Regions from separate parts of the Sus scrofa genome. Here regions 2, 3 and 4 are each linked to region 1. A link is a contact called in public HiChIP or PLAC-seq data. All regions are on one chromosome and are shown on one strand. Each heading gives the region's core, a stretch centred on a gene start, on an enhancer-like site or on the middle of the called end of the contact. The rest is flanking DNA. Distances are from core to core; before and after follow the strand shown. Region 1 holds the start of OAT (ornithine aminotransferase). Region 2 holds the start of ACADSB (short/branched chain specific acyl-CoA dehydrogenase, mitochondrial). Region 3 holds the start of LOC100154423. Region 4 holds the start of BUB3 (mitotic checkpoint protein BUB3).

What was found. HiChIP or PLAC-seq counts read pairs in DNA pulled down with a chosen protein or histone mark.
Region 2: a contact with region 1 is called in an H3K27ac HiChIP or PLAC-seq map of alveolar macrophages. The contact joins the promoter of ACADSB here to the promoter of OAT in region 1. A contact is called at or near these places in 1 of 5 promoter capture datasets (liver) and 1 of 2 datasets of contacts at active chromatin or transcription factors (alveolar macrophages).
Region 3: a contact with region 1 is called in an H3K27ac HiChIP or PLAC-seq map of alveolar macrophages, with 10 times the contacts expected there. The contact joins the promoter of LOC100154423 here to the promoter of OAT in region 1. A contact is called at or near these places in 1 of 5 promoter capture datasets (fetal liver) and 1 of 2 datasets of contacts at active chromatin or transcription factors (alveolar macrophages).
Region 4: a contact with region 1 is called in an H3K27ac HiChIP or PLAC-seq map of alveolar macrophages. The contact joins the promoter of BUB3 here to the promoter of OAT in region 1. A contact is called at or near these places in 1 of 5 promoter capture datasets (liver) and 1 of 2 datasets of contacts at active chromatin or transcription factors (alveolar macrophages).

What each region holds. Positions count from the first base shown.
Region 1 is chr14:133,823,266-133,826,213 of Sscrofa11.1, reverse strand. OAT (ornithine aminotransferase) reads left to right here and starts at 1,435. Exons shown (of 10, transcript NM_001185141.1): 1 at 1,435-1,454.
Region 2 is chr14:132,561,101-132,564,257 of Sscrofa11.1, reverse strand. It overlaps ACADSB (short/branched chain specific acyl-CoA dehydrogenase, mitochondrial), which reads right to left and starts at 1,256. Exons shown (of 11, transcript XM_001926297.4): 1 at 846-1,256. The coding sequence starts at 887. IKZF5 (zinc finger protein Pegasus) reads left to right here and starts at 1,008. Exons shown (of 5, transcript XM_005671516.3): 1 at 1,008-1,261; 2 at 2,736-2,883.
Region 3 is chr14:132,521,180-132,524,425 of Sscrofa11.1, reverse strand. LOC100154423 reads left to right here and starts at 1,326. Exons shown (of 6, transcript XM_021073585.1): 1 at 1,326-1,744; 2 at 2,445-2,648. The coding sequence starts at 1,581.
Region 4 is chr14:132,701,781-132,704,904 of Sscrofa11.1, reverse strand. BUB3 (mitotic checkpoint protein BUB3) reads right to left here and starts at 1,817. Exons shown (of 8, transcript XM_005671519.3): 1 at 1,623-1,817; 2 at 986-1,180; 3 at 167-236. The coding sequence starts at 1,180.

The sequences.
Region 1 (2,948 bases), core at 186-2,685:
GAAAAGACAAGAAAAAAAACCCCAAAAAACGAACAAAATCTCTTCTTGTCATTAAGAACTGTAATTATTTTAAATGAGAATGTATTATGTGATTATGCTGAACCATTCTCACATTGTTGAACATGCTTTATTCACGAATGTCCACCGTCCTATTTCTTTCGAATAGAGTCTTGAAACCGGGAGTTCCTACTGTGGCGCAGCAGGTTAAGGATCCGGTGTTGTAGTTGCGGTGTAGGTCGAAACTGCAGCTGGGATTCTATCCCTTGCCTGGAAACTTGCCTATGCCTCAGGTGCGGCCAAAAAAAAAAAAAAAAAGAATCTTAAGAGTGAAGTCAGAGAGCACAGCACTAAGTAGCCTGGCAATTAAAATTTTTCTGTTTCCTCCAAAAAAAGGTGAAATTAGTTGTCTAAGAGCACAAACACTTTTAAGGCTTTTATTTATTGTGGTTAGAGATTTTTTTCAGAAAGTATTTCAGTTTATTTATTTTTTTTAATTAATTTTTTTATTTTCCCACTGTACAGCAAGGGGGTCAGGTTATCCTTACATGTATACATTGCAATTACAGTTTTTCCCCCGTGTTTCAGTTTAAATAGTATCTAGGAGGTCCCGTCGTGGTGTAGTGGTTAACAAATCTGACTAGGAACCATGAGGTTGCGGGTTCGATCCCTGCCCTTGCTCATTGGGTTAAGGATCCGGCCTTGCCGTGAGCTGTGGTGTAGGTCGCAGGTGTGGCTTGGATCCCGCATTGCTGTGGCTGTGGCATAGGCCGGTGGCTACAGCTCTGATTGCACCCCTAGCCTGGGAACCTCCATATGCCACGGGAGCGGCCCAAGAAATGGCAAGAAGACAAAACAAAACAAAAACAAACAAACAAACAAAAAAAAAACGGTATCTAAGTGACACTGTGTTTTACTGCTAATTTGATCAAGGCGAAAAGTAAATTTTTTTTTTTTTAAGTTGGTCAAACAGAGCATTAATGCTTACTGCGTCTCTAGTCAAGAAATAAAGTTAAAAACCAATCAATGTTTTATTTATTTATTTGTTTGTTTGCTTTTTTTTTTTTTTTTTGGCTGGGCCCACAACACATGGAAGTTCCCTGGCCAGTGATTGAATCTGTGCCACAGCAGTGATAACGCTGCGCCACAAGAGAAGTCCTAAAATCAATGTTTGAGACTTAATATTTTGGGTGAGTTCTGTCAAGTATAACCAGAAGTTTTTGCATTTTTGCTAGCGGCTATCTCCAGTGTAATGATTCGTATGTAATTTTTTTTGTTGTGGTTAATACACTTCTTTGAAATAAAATCTAGTGGAAATTAGGGATCTTCGAAAAATGCACTTAGGCACATACGTCTGCAATTTATTTCAGGAGTTACTGAACGCTCTGAAGACGTCGCTGGATCTCCAGTGAAAAAATCTGTAATTAATCTGTACTGTGGGAAGAAAGGATAGTTGGGTGAGTCTTGGCAAGTGCTGGATTTTGTTTAGCGAATGCCTGAACATATTGGATTTACTGGGTAGTGCCAAGTTGATTGGGAAGCGAGCCAAGTTCCAAGTAATAGGTTTTGCTAATCTGGCAGTTCAGACTGCGTGCTGGCTTGACTTATTGACAGAGCTCTGTTGAAACATGAATTAACTACTCTTTAAAAAAAAATAGCTATAGACATATTAAGTACGTTTCATGTTTGGCAACTTTCCACTAATCTTGAATTTATCTTTAAAAAATATCCCCCCACCCCCTGCCCTCACATGGTTGCTGTGTATTTTCCCGTTTTCTTGTTACTTTTGGCTTCTTCCTTAGCTCAGAATGTACTTCATGGCTTATCAGGACTCTCAGTGATACAGTTGGTTACAAAGCCTTGTGAAGAACTGTGATGGGGGCTGGTCTTCCGGCTGGTGCTGGTGAGAGGAGAGAAATTGACTCTGAAATATATAAATAGATTGTGAGCGAATGAATGCCAGTTTGCTCAGTGATATTTAAGATTTATTACTAAACTTCTTGGCTTGTCATAACTTGATACTCTCTAGTTCCTGGTTGCCTTTTTCTCCTTTAAACAGTTGCTTTTGTGGTGCAGTTTTTTGGGGGTTAATTTTATAGGAACCACCGTCTTAGCAGGGTAGACAGTTTTCTTTTCAGAGTTGCATCATTGCATCTCATACATACTGTTTTATTTTGTGTCTGGTCTCTTCCACTTAAAAAGCTCCTCAAAGGTTGTTTGCTATACATTACAAAACATTTTTTCCCCATCTTCTTACCTTTCACCTTTGTGTATGATGATTTGGACCTATAGAAGTTTTAGATAATTGTGGCTAAAAAACAGGTTTTGCCTTTCTAAGCAGCCCTTCCCTTCCCCCAAGAAATCACTTTTCCTTTCCTCATCTCTTTTCGCTTTGGTTCATCCCTGTTACCTATGTAGAGCCAAATCCTTTCTTAATTTCACTAGGACAGAGCTGATATGCACAGCAGTCCTCAGCCCCTCTGCGCCCCCCCCCCCCCCCCAACGGCTCCCAGGCAGCCTGCGCCTCTGATTTGGTCTCTGGCTCTGGGCTCTTATCTTTGAAAGTCTCACACCCCCACGTAAATAAATATTTTCTGAGTGGTTCCTCAGTCTCCAAGATTAGGTGCCAACTCTTGAGTCACTCCGCTGTTCAGCCTTGGCTGAATGCCCCAGGGAGAAGGTGTACCTGTGTGTGTAGCTGTGTGTGTGTCTTTATTATACAACCTTCGGATGGTATGCGAAGGAGTTGGTGGAAAGAAAAAGCCTTTCCACCTTTCATTGGTCTCCTTGCAGTTTCCAGCCTGCAGCACTTTTTGCACACCACGCCAGTGCTTGCTGGGTTTTACTGTAAATGTGTCCCTGCTTGTCCTCCCCGGGGCACCTTCAGGCTTCCCAGAGGCAAGGCTCAAGTCGGCTCTTAGTTCTCTCTTCTTTTCCTGACCCTTTGGTAA
Region 2 (3,157 bases), core at 7-2,506, 1.3 Mb after region 1:
CGGGTAAATCCGACCCACTCCGAGGTCCGTCTCTAACTTTGGATCAGGGCCGCGGAAAAGAGAAGCGGCAAACACTGCGCGGAATGGGACTGTGCTTATATTGCAACAATCTTTGGGCGGGGAGGGGGTGAGCAAGGAAATGTAATCTTGGGGAAAGGTGGCATTGGAGAGGTGACATCTCCACAAAATGCCTCCAAAGAGTCGAAACTCGGTGACTCCTAGGACTCAAGGCCCTGCAAAGAATACCTTGAAGCTCGAAAGTTCCTACGTGGCTCAGCAGGAACGAACCCGACTAGTATTTACGAGGACGGGGATTCGATCCCTGACCTCGCTCACTTGGGTTAAGGATCCAGCGTTGCCGTGAGCTGCACTATATAGGTCGCAGACTCCGCTCGCATCTAGCATTACTGTGCTTGTGGTGCAGGCCAGCAGCTGTAGCTCCGATTCGACCTCTAGCCTGGTAACCTCCATATGCAGCGGGCTCGGCCCTTAAAAAAAAAAAAAAAAAAAAAAAAAAAAAAAAAAAAAAAAAGAATATCTTGCAGCTCTGGCTCTCCCGACCCCACGCAGGGTGATTGCTCCATTCAAGAAGCTTTAGACCAGCGACCAGCCCCCTTTTCCTCAGCTGTCGATTCCTGCTCTCCTTACGGAAAACTGAGGCCAGTTCGGCCAGAGGCCTGAAGAGAGGTCAGGGTCGGTGAGGGGGTCTGAGATCAACCCAACCGAGGGTCGGAAGTACGGGTCCAGGACGAAGACCAGGCGCCTCAGACCCCATAAGACAAGACCCCGCCGCCGAGGCCAAGGTCGTCCGGGAGCCCCAAGAAGCCCGCCGCGAGCGCACTCACCAGCGCGCTGCCGCGCAGCAGCCGACCAGCGGATCCCTCCATCAGCGCACCGGGACTGGTACCTCGGACAATTTCGCAAGGCCTTGAGTAGGCGCTTCTGCTCTGCGCTCCGACGCCTCGGGTGCGGGGGACAGGTGCCAGAGCCCCGCCCACTAGTCCCCGCCCCACGGTCCTCGGTCTCACTCCCTTGTCCCGCCCCCTTGTACCTACGGAACCCCAAAAGAGACACACAGCCTCTTCTCTGCTTTCGCCCAACACCTTGCTCACGCGAGAGTTGGGAAAGGCAGCGGGGCGGGAAGGGGGCCGGAGACACAACAAACATGGCGGCGGAGGCGGTGACGAAGACGGTGGCGGCGACGGCTACAGCAGCGGCGTTGAACAAGGCGGTGGGGGTTACTCGGTGCGGCTGTCAGGTGGTAAGTAGCTGGTTACCGGCTCGGACGGCAGTGACACGGCTGAGCAGAGTGCTACGAAGGAGCGGCGGGAGGAGAGAGCCGGGTGTCCGCGACGGGCGGGCTGCCTCCGCCCGGGACTCAGCCCAGGCAGAGGGTCGGGCGTGGTCGGTCGGTCGGTCGGCAGGGTCACGACCCAGGGCCCTCCTGGCCCGAACGCGTGGGATGCGGAGTCTGGCCCCCGGAGCCCCGCAGGAGCAATGCCTGCGGTGGCGTTGCCGTCGGGCAATGGCTTGGAGACTCCGGGGTAGGATGCTGCCTCTCGCTCTGACAGGTGGTCGTGAGGGGGCGCCCGGAGGTTTGCGTCTTTACCAGGTTCCGGGGCAAGGGCTGTCCTAGGTGTTCCCGAATCTTGGTGAGGATGCCGCCCCGACGCCAGTTCCGGGCTGTCGCTCGTTGGGACGACCTTTAAAGCCTCAGTCTTTTTATCTAACGGTCCTGCCTAGATCAGTTTCTACTGCTTGTGCACTCTAATTTTGGGGAGATGTAAGGTTTGAGGAGGATTTTGCAGCAAACCATTGTTCAGATTCGTGCAGAATTTAAGGCTTAATCAACTGTGTGGAATGCGAGTAGCCGAGCCCTGCACCTAGTAAGTGTGAATCTAAATTGAAGTTAAACCGGTTCCAGCTGCCACTAACCACGTGGCCCATTTACTGTCCCCTTAGTGTGCTATTCAGACCTGAAGAGGAGCGACAAGTGGGAGAGGAAATAAAGGCACTTTAAATTGTGAGCTCTGAAGAACTTTAGTTTGGAAAAAACACAGCTTCTTTAGAACCACTTTTTAAACGTCTGGACTATCAGTTTTTAAAATTCCACTTAGTTTTTATTTTTGTCGTGCGTACATCACAGCTACAGGTTAATATAATCTGGGGAGTTCGTTACAGCGAACTAAGATGTATGGTAGTTTTTGCCCCTAGGGGTCCACAGCGTTTCCCAAGAAACCCTAAATGTTTTGGGTTGAGATAGAGAGGACAATAAAGATGGGAATCAGATGTGCTGTTATGGGGTGCGTGTGGTGGTTTTTCATTTGTTTTTTTTTAACCCTTTACCACAAATGTTCCCCTCTGGGGCTAGGCTAGTATATTATTTTTATGCCGTTCTAGCTTTTCAGCAATACTAAGCCTGGCCTTTTAGAAGTATACCATGAACAAATGAAATTAATGATTTGAATTTAGAAAGACATTAAAATTTTTGCCCAAAATGAAATCTTAAGAAATCCACCAGTGAGGGGGAAAAAAATACCAGTCACACTAGTGCATGTTACTCTTTGGTGATTATTTGGAGCTTTTGCTGAAGTGAGCCTGCTGCTTTGTTCTCTGTTAGCATAGTTTTCTGGTAATAGTAAGATTAGCGCAAATTATTGCATTAGCTTATTAAACCTGTAGATGCTAATCTCTTGTCACGAAGGTTTTGATTTGTGGTGTGTTTTTCTTTGCAGACCTCTGTATGGCTTTTCAATTTTAGTTGAAATTCCCTCCATGGCCTTTTGGAGTCCCTGGGTGTGTCTCCAGAGTAAATTTCGATTACTCTACATTTCATCAATGGTGGAGTGGCACGAAAAAGGAGGAACTGATTTGGGGTGAAAGGTTAGATGTGTAACTCCTCTTTTTTGTTTTTTCCAATTTGTATTTATTTATATTTTACTTGCATATTATGTTTTTCTGATGTTTCAGAGCCTCATAACCTCTCTTTTTACCTTCAAAGAATGTTTTTTTGGCAGTTCTGTAGTCAGAGGAGCTTTTTGAAGGTCCATATTATTCTCTACAAACCAAGCCTCATTTGTTAGACTTCTCCATTGATATATACTCTACGGCAGTGTAAATCTTTCAGTGGCCATAATTATTAAGCTATAAAAGTAAG
Region 3 (3,246 bases), core at 77-2,576, 1.3 Mb after region 1:
AACAGGATTCTCCCTGTTCCAAAAGAACAAGCATTCCAGGTAGTTAATTAAAGCATATGCAAAGCTGGGAGCTGGGAGGGCAGAGAAGAGAGTAAGAGTAAGAGTTCAAAAGGCTAAACTCAGTTAAGAGCAAGAAGCACCAGAAGGAACAGTGGGTAGTGCAGAAGATGTAATGGAAGTGACTGAGAAGGGAGGCTAATTACAGTAAAGAAACGCCTGGAATTGTTCAGATGAAAGCCAGGGCTTTGCAAACAGAAGCAGAGATGAAGAAACACAGAACAGGTTTTCTTGAAGAAAACCAAGGTTTGGGGAGTTCCCATGTGGTTCAGCGGTTAAGAAGGCTATGTAGTCTCTGAGAGGATGTGGGTTCCATCCCTGGCCTTCCCACAGCCGGTGGGTCTCAGATGCCACCAAAGATGTTAACAGGAATGAAAGTTAAATTATGACCCTGGGAAGCAGAGAACTACTGATGTAGACAACCAAAATGAGTCTGCACCGTCAAAAAATCTTTGCAAATTAGGACCTTTACAATCAAGGCCTTTGGAACACTGACATTCCACTTTTCTAATTCCCTTTTTTCTTTCCAAAGATGGAAAATTCATCAGCATAGGCATCTGCAGGAAAAGGATGAGTGGTGATGGGGAGGAACCATCTGCCTTCTTATCCGACAGAGCATCTAGAAAGTTCCATCTGACCCACTTTTCCCCCCAAAGCTTAAAGGTCCCTCAAGTCCAGTCGGATTCTCCTTCACCGCAGACCCGAGGCCGCTCTTCCCCGAGCTTGTGGTGCAGACGGGCGGGGCGACCCCCTTCCAGCTCGGTCTTCCTCCACCTTCCATCGCCCGGGCCGCGCCGTCCTGAGACGGGGCACGAGCACGGCCCGGGCCAGCTGAGCAGGTGAGCTCGCTGCGCCCCAAAGCTTCCCCACACACTGCCCGCCACCGCCCCACGGCCGCTCCGGGACACCTTGCACACCTCCTCCTGCTGAAGTCCCCGGGCTGGCACCCGCGTGACACCCGGCAAAGAACCCGAGCGCGGAGCGGGTGACCAGAAAAGGCGACTCCACCTCCCGGCCGCCCGCCCCCACGCCCCTCACTCCACCGCCTGCCTCGGGAGGCACCCTGTCCACTCCTGAGACAACGAGGTGTGGAGCAGGTCCCTCGGGTCGCGAGGGCGACGACTCCACACCTATCCCACGACGGACTCCCCTCGTGGGACCAACTCTGTCGGTCAGCCCAGCAACCGACACCCACAACACCTATTTCTCAGGGGTCAACGGCGAAAAACCTCCCCGCTCCCGCGCGCCACATCGCGCCTGCGCACAGTACCGGCGGAGGTGCCGTCAATGCGCATGCTCCCGCCTTGAGCCGGTCCTCGCGCAGCCTTTGAAGCCGGCGGCCGAAGCCGGCGGTACGCGCATGCGTGTCTCCAGGAGCTGGTCTCCCGACCCGGCGGGAAGCCGCGGCTCGCAGGTTTGGAGCCAGACCAGTCGGAAGTGGCTCCTTCACCGGCCCTCTGTCAAGCGGAAACTCGGGCACTGGAAGGGAGGTTCCGGGGCTGCTCGGGGCTGGAGGCGGCCGAATGGAGACCGGGGCCGTGGACGCGCCGCTGACCCGCCGCCCGACGTTGGCGGCTTCCTGGGATGCCGCCTGCGGAGCCCTGGCCCAGAGCCTCCGTCTCGCCCGGGCGGGTCTCGGCGCCCGGGACGCCGACTGGGAGCAGCTGCTGGCGCCGCCTGCCACGGGGTGCGCCGCGCGGGCGGGGGCGGGGGCTGTGCTGCGTGACAGCCACGCTCCTGGCTGGGGAGCCGGGAGGGCAGAGGGTCTGGGCCGGGGTCTGGGAGCCGAGCTGGTGACGGGTCTGGGCGGCGCGAGGGCGAGGGGGCAGGGCCGGCGCGGCGGGAGGACGGGGCGGGTGACCAGGCCAGTGGGCGTTTGGCACACATCCCCTGGTGGCGGCCAGGTCCTCTCCTGAGGCCCCTTGTCAGAATCGGAACCGCCTCTCTCTCCCGAAACGCACCGACACCTCCTGGCGACCACGATAGCAAGAAAACAAAACAAAAACCAACTGAGGAACACCTCCGCCAGCTTCGTTTTGAAAATGGCATCCTTCTGTCCATTGTCCCATTCTGTGCCTCCCCCTCCCTCTTCCAAATTGTTGCTTCACTCACGGTGGTGGATGCCCCGTAAATACATTTCCGCCGCTGGACAGGCGGTTACAGAGAGTCGCTTAGAAGGGAGAGATCAAGAGGCAGGGAGAGTGGAGCGCCCTGGCGGCTAAGGCATCATTTCCTTACGCATTCTGCACTGAGCGCTTGTCCCGTGGGCTGCAAATGCACCTGTAAAGGGAACTGGAGACAGTAAGCCCTGTGGCCCACTCCGTGGGTTGAGAGCATTGTTCAGGGAACTTGACGGTAAAAGTCTGCTGTCCTCATTTTGTTTTCAGCCAGGATCTGGTGATTTTGAAAAGGAGCTTGCACCGCCAGGGTGAAAACCCCTGCTTCCTTCACGTGAGATGTGACCCTCGTGGAGGTGAAGAAATGGTTTCTGTTGGCGTCTTAAGTTCAGCACGAAATATGGAAGTGTACTTGGGAGAGGAGTACTGTGGCACCAGCAGGGGCAAGAGTGTTTGTAACGTTCTGGATAACAGGTGTGTGACGTGTGCACGTCCCTGTGTTCTTCGGAAGTGGTGTTTTGGCTTTCTGGAGCTTTTGTGATGTGTATTGATTTTGTGACATTGGTGCCAGACACTAGGGAAGAGAAGAGAAAAACACACCGGCAGGCATGGGCGGGATCTTAAAGACAATGTAAATCAGCCTAGTCGTTTTTGTCAACGTGGAAGTTGAGAGCTAAGGGAAAGAAAGAAATTGGTGGAAGGTCCTGGTTAGTTAGTGGAAGCGTTTTACCCGAATGAAGTTCTGCTAAGTCTTTCTTGCCCCTTTTCCTTAACTCACAAGGTTCTGTTTTCCCCAAATGAATTTCTCTGTTCGTCTGAAACCAGGACCATGTTCCTGTGGGAAGCCCATAACAAATAGTGCCTGAGCCCAAGACGGCCCAGCACAGACACATGTAACCCATTGTACATGTTTTTCTCTGATTTCTTATGAAGAGTTTGTTGTAATCGTCCCTTAATCCAATGCAGAATAGGAATTGTGTTGTTACTGTACATGTTGGGTATAATGGTTGTTACTGACCTTTAAAATGTGCTCTGTGCTACATGATATACATGGGATACCTAATTTAATTTT
Region 4 (3,124 bases), core at 568-3,067, 1.1 Mb after region 1:
AGTGATTTAAACAAAAAGTCCTAAATTCAAGTCACTACTACTTGTATCTAAGCTACTTAGGAATTAAGCAACTCAGGAACTACTTTTCTTAAATAAACATTTATAAGCAAGCAAAGTAAGCACTAATCAAGAAAACAATAAACTGATAAAAATGTGGCTACGTTACCTTGATCGGTATTCAAATCATGCATTTTTAATTGATGGTCTAATCCCCCACTCCAGGCATGCGTTGGATCCTACAAGATAAAGTTTCAAATCATTCAAAACTTACAAAGCTATTATTATTTTTTTTGGGCCACACCAGCAGCATGTGTAAATTACCAGGCAGTGGATGGAACCCAAGCCACAGGAGCAATTGGAGGGGCTGGAGTGACAATGCCAGATCCTTAACCTGCTGTGCCACAAGGGAACTCGTAAAACTTACAGCACTTCAAAAAGTGTTTTTAAATTCCTGTTTCTACAGCCAACTATTTCCTTTACATTCAAGATGTACAACAAGCTCAACATTAATTGCAGACAGAAAAAAAAGTTCAAAAAATAGAACAAATAAGTGTTCTACACCCTATGTCATCAAATTAAGAAAGAACTGTTCACCGCAGTGACCGAGAATAAACAAGCATTCCTAGTAGTTACTAAAAAGCCTTCCCTTTAATAAGTCAGCCAAATTTTACTGTCTTCTTTTGAGTTTCAAATTCATTATGCCCAGAAAGTTTGCAGAGGTACTCCATTAGAAGCAAAGGGGAGAACGAGTTTCCGACATTTGCACGTCCCCAGCGCCAAAAAAAAAAAAAAAAAAAGAAAAGAAAGAAAAGAGAACCAAAAAAACAGTACCTGGGGCAGATGTGTGTTCGGGCAGAGGGAGTGGAGTTAGTGAAGCTGTACAAATAACTCCAACGACAAAAGCCCCTGCTCAACACTGGAAAAGGGACGCTATTAACAAAGGAATCTCATAACATAAAAAGGGGGCAGGAGCGGAGACACCTACGTAGAAGGCGCAGTCCAGGACGGCGCCCGTGTGCTGGTACTTGAGCCGCATGGAGTTGGCCGGCACATCATAGAGGCGCACGGATGTGTCCCAGGAAGAAACCAACAGGAACTGGGAGGTGTTGGGGCTGAATTTCACCGAGGAGATGCCGTCCTCGGGTGGCTGGTTCAGCTTGAACTCGTTAGAACCGGTCATCTACGGAAAAAGCGCTCAGTGAGAGTCCCCAAGAATTCGGGGCCGGGGGGCCGCACTGGCTGAAGGCCCGGTCGCGGGGGCGGGGGGAGCAGGGGGCGGGACCTGGGGAAGGCCGGCGACACCGCCTCTGCGCCTGCGCTCGGCCGGCCCGCCAGCCAGGGTCGGGCCTCACCGCCACCCACTGCCGCCCCTCTAACGCGCCCCTCTTAAGCTCACGCCACTGCACCCCAAACTCTAGCCTTCGGTCTGGCCCGCCGCGCCCCTCCCCGCCGCGGGCTCCCGCACGCCCGCCTCTCCAACAAGGCCTGCCGCCCCGAATGCTCCTACAATAAAGGAAGAGCTATACAAGCGAAACCGGTTCCCAGAGGACGGCTCCGCCAGCCCTAGGCCCCAGGAGTTTCCGGGGAGTTCACTTCTGCGCCCGGCTACCATTTCCCGCTACCTTGGGCTCCCTTCAGAAGCAACTTCGCCGCCGCTCGACACCGCGCGCCACCGCCGCCGCCGCCGAGCTTCCCTCGCCGCACTCGCGGGCCGGGCGAAGGAGGCGGAGTAGCTGCTCCAGCCTATGCCTGCCATTGGCTGATTTCAAACGCCAACGCCTCACTCTAGGCCGCCGATAGGTCCGCCGGAAGGCGGGAGTAGGTCAACCCAGTCAACCTCTTCCGGCTCAAAGGCGAACCACGGACTTTCCGATCACGTGATCTCGTTTCACCACTAGGCTGAAACAGCCACGCCGGTCCTGGACAAGTGAAAACTACAATTCCCAAAGAGCATCGCGCCAAGGCAGCGCTCACGCCCTCTCCTGTCCTTATGTGCACGCTGGGAAATGTAGTCTCCTCGGGGGCCCACGCCCTAGTAGTCTCCTGAATAGCAAGCGGGAAAGATGCTTTTTCTAGTTTGACTCTTGGCGCCCTCTCCACCTCAGTTAATTTCTCACGCGCAATAACCCCGTTTTGGTCAGTACTTTTATAGAGCTAAATTAGTCTCCCTTCCACTGGACGTACATATATGCCCATGAAGTGAACCAAAAATTGGAATGGGGAAATATTTGCTCTAATCAATTGCGTATTTTCCCTACTTTTTTCTCCTGGAATTTCCACCTATGAACCAGGGTCTCACATTTACCACTGTCGTAAGATCTGCTGACTTCAGAGAAACTCATCCTTATTTATACTCTTCTTTGTCTCTTCATTCCATCTTTCTGCAAACATTAATTGAGCACCCAGTGTGTGCCAGGCCTGGTGAGAGATTGGAAATGTGCATTAATCAGACCATTGTTTGTTCAAGGAACTCTGTCCAGGAGGTTGAACAGACTGGGGAACAAACACTCACAATGTATTAAAGCGCAAAAGCTTCTTTTAGACATATGTTCAAGTAGGGTCCTGAAATGATAGCTACAAGCTTCTCCCCATCCACCCCCCACCCCAACAACTCCCTAAACTTCCAGGTTAGGTTTGCTCTATTTTCTGTTTCTAGAATCTTCCAGAAAGAGAAGAATCAAGAAGGTTGCTTCTGTATTAAGAAATAATTTGGCCTCCCTGAAAGAAATGCAATACTTAATTTATAACTAGAAGCTGCGACTTACTCTTGAATATCAAAGGCTCACTGAAATTTTTCAATTTAATCCATGCTATAAGGTCTTTTTCACTATTTTACTATGTGATTTCGTATGAAGTGGGAGGAAATTGTTGAGCTTAAGGTGTTTACTTTCTAAGGTACCTTGGTAGAGAAAAAAGTGTTGTTGGTCCTTAAACCATTCAAATACACAGACTCAGGTGCACTTCTCTTTATGAGTCTTGACACGGTCAACACACAACAACCACCCTTCTGCCCAGTGTATTGATGATATTCCAGCCAAAAGGACAGATCTTTGCCCTCCCTCCTCACCAGTCCTCATGCTTGGTTCTCTTTCAACAACTTAATGGCTAGGTTAAGAATTTTAAA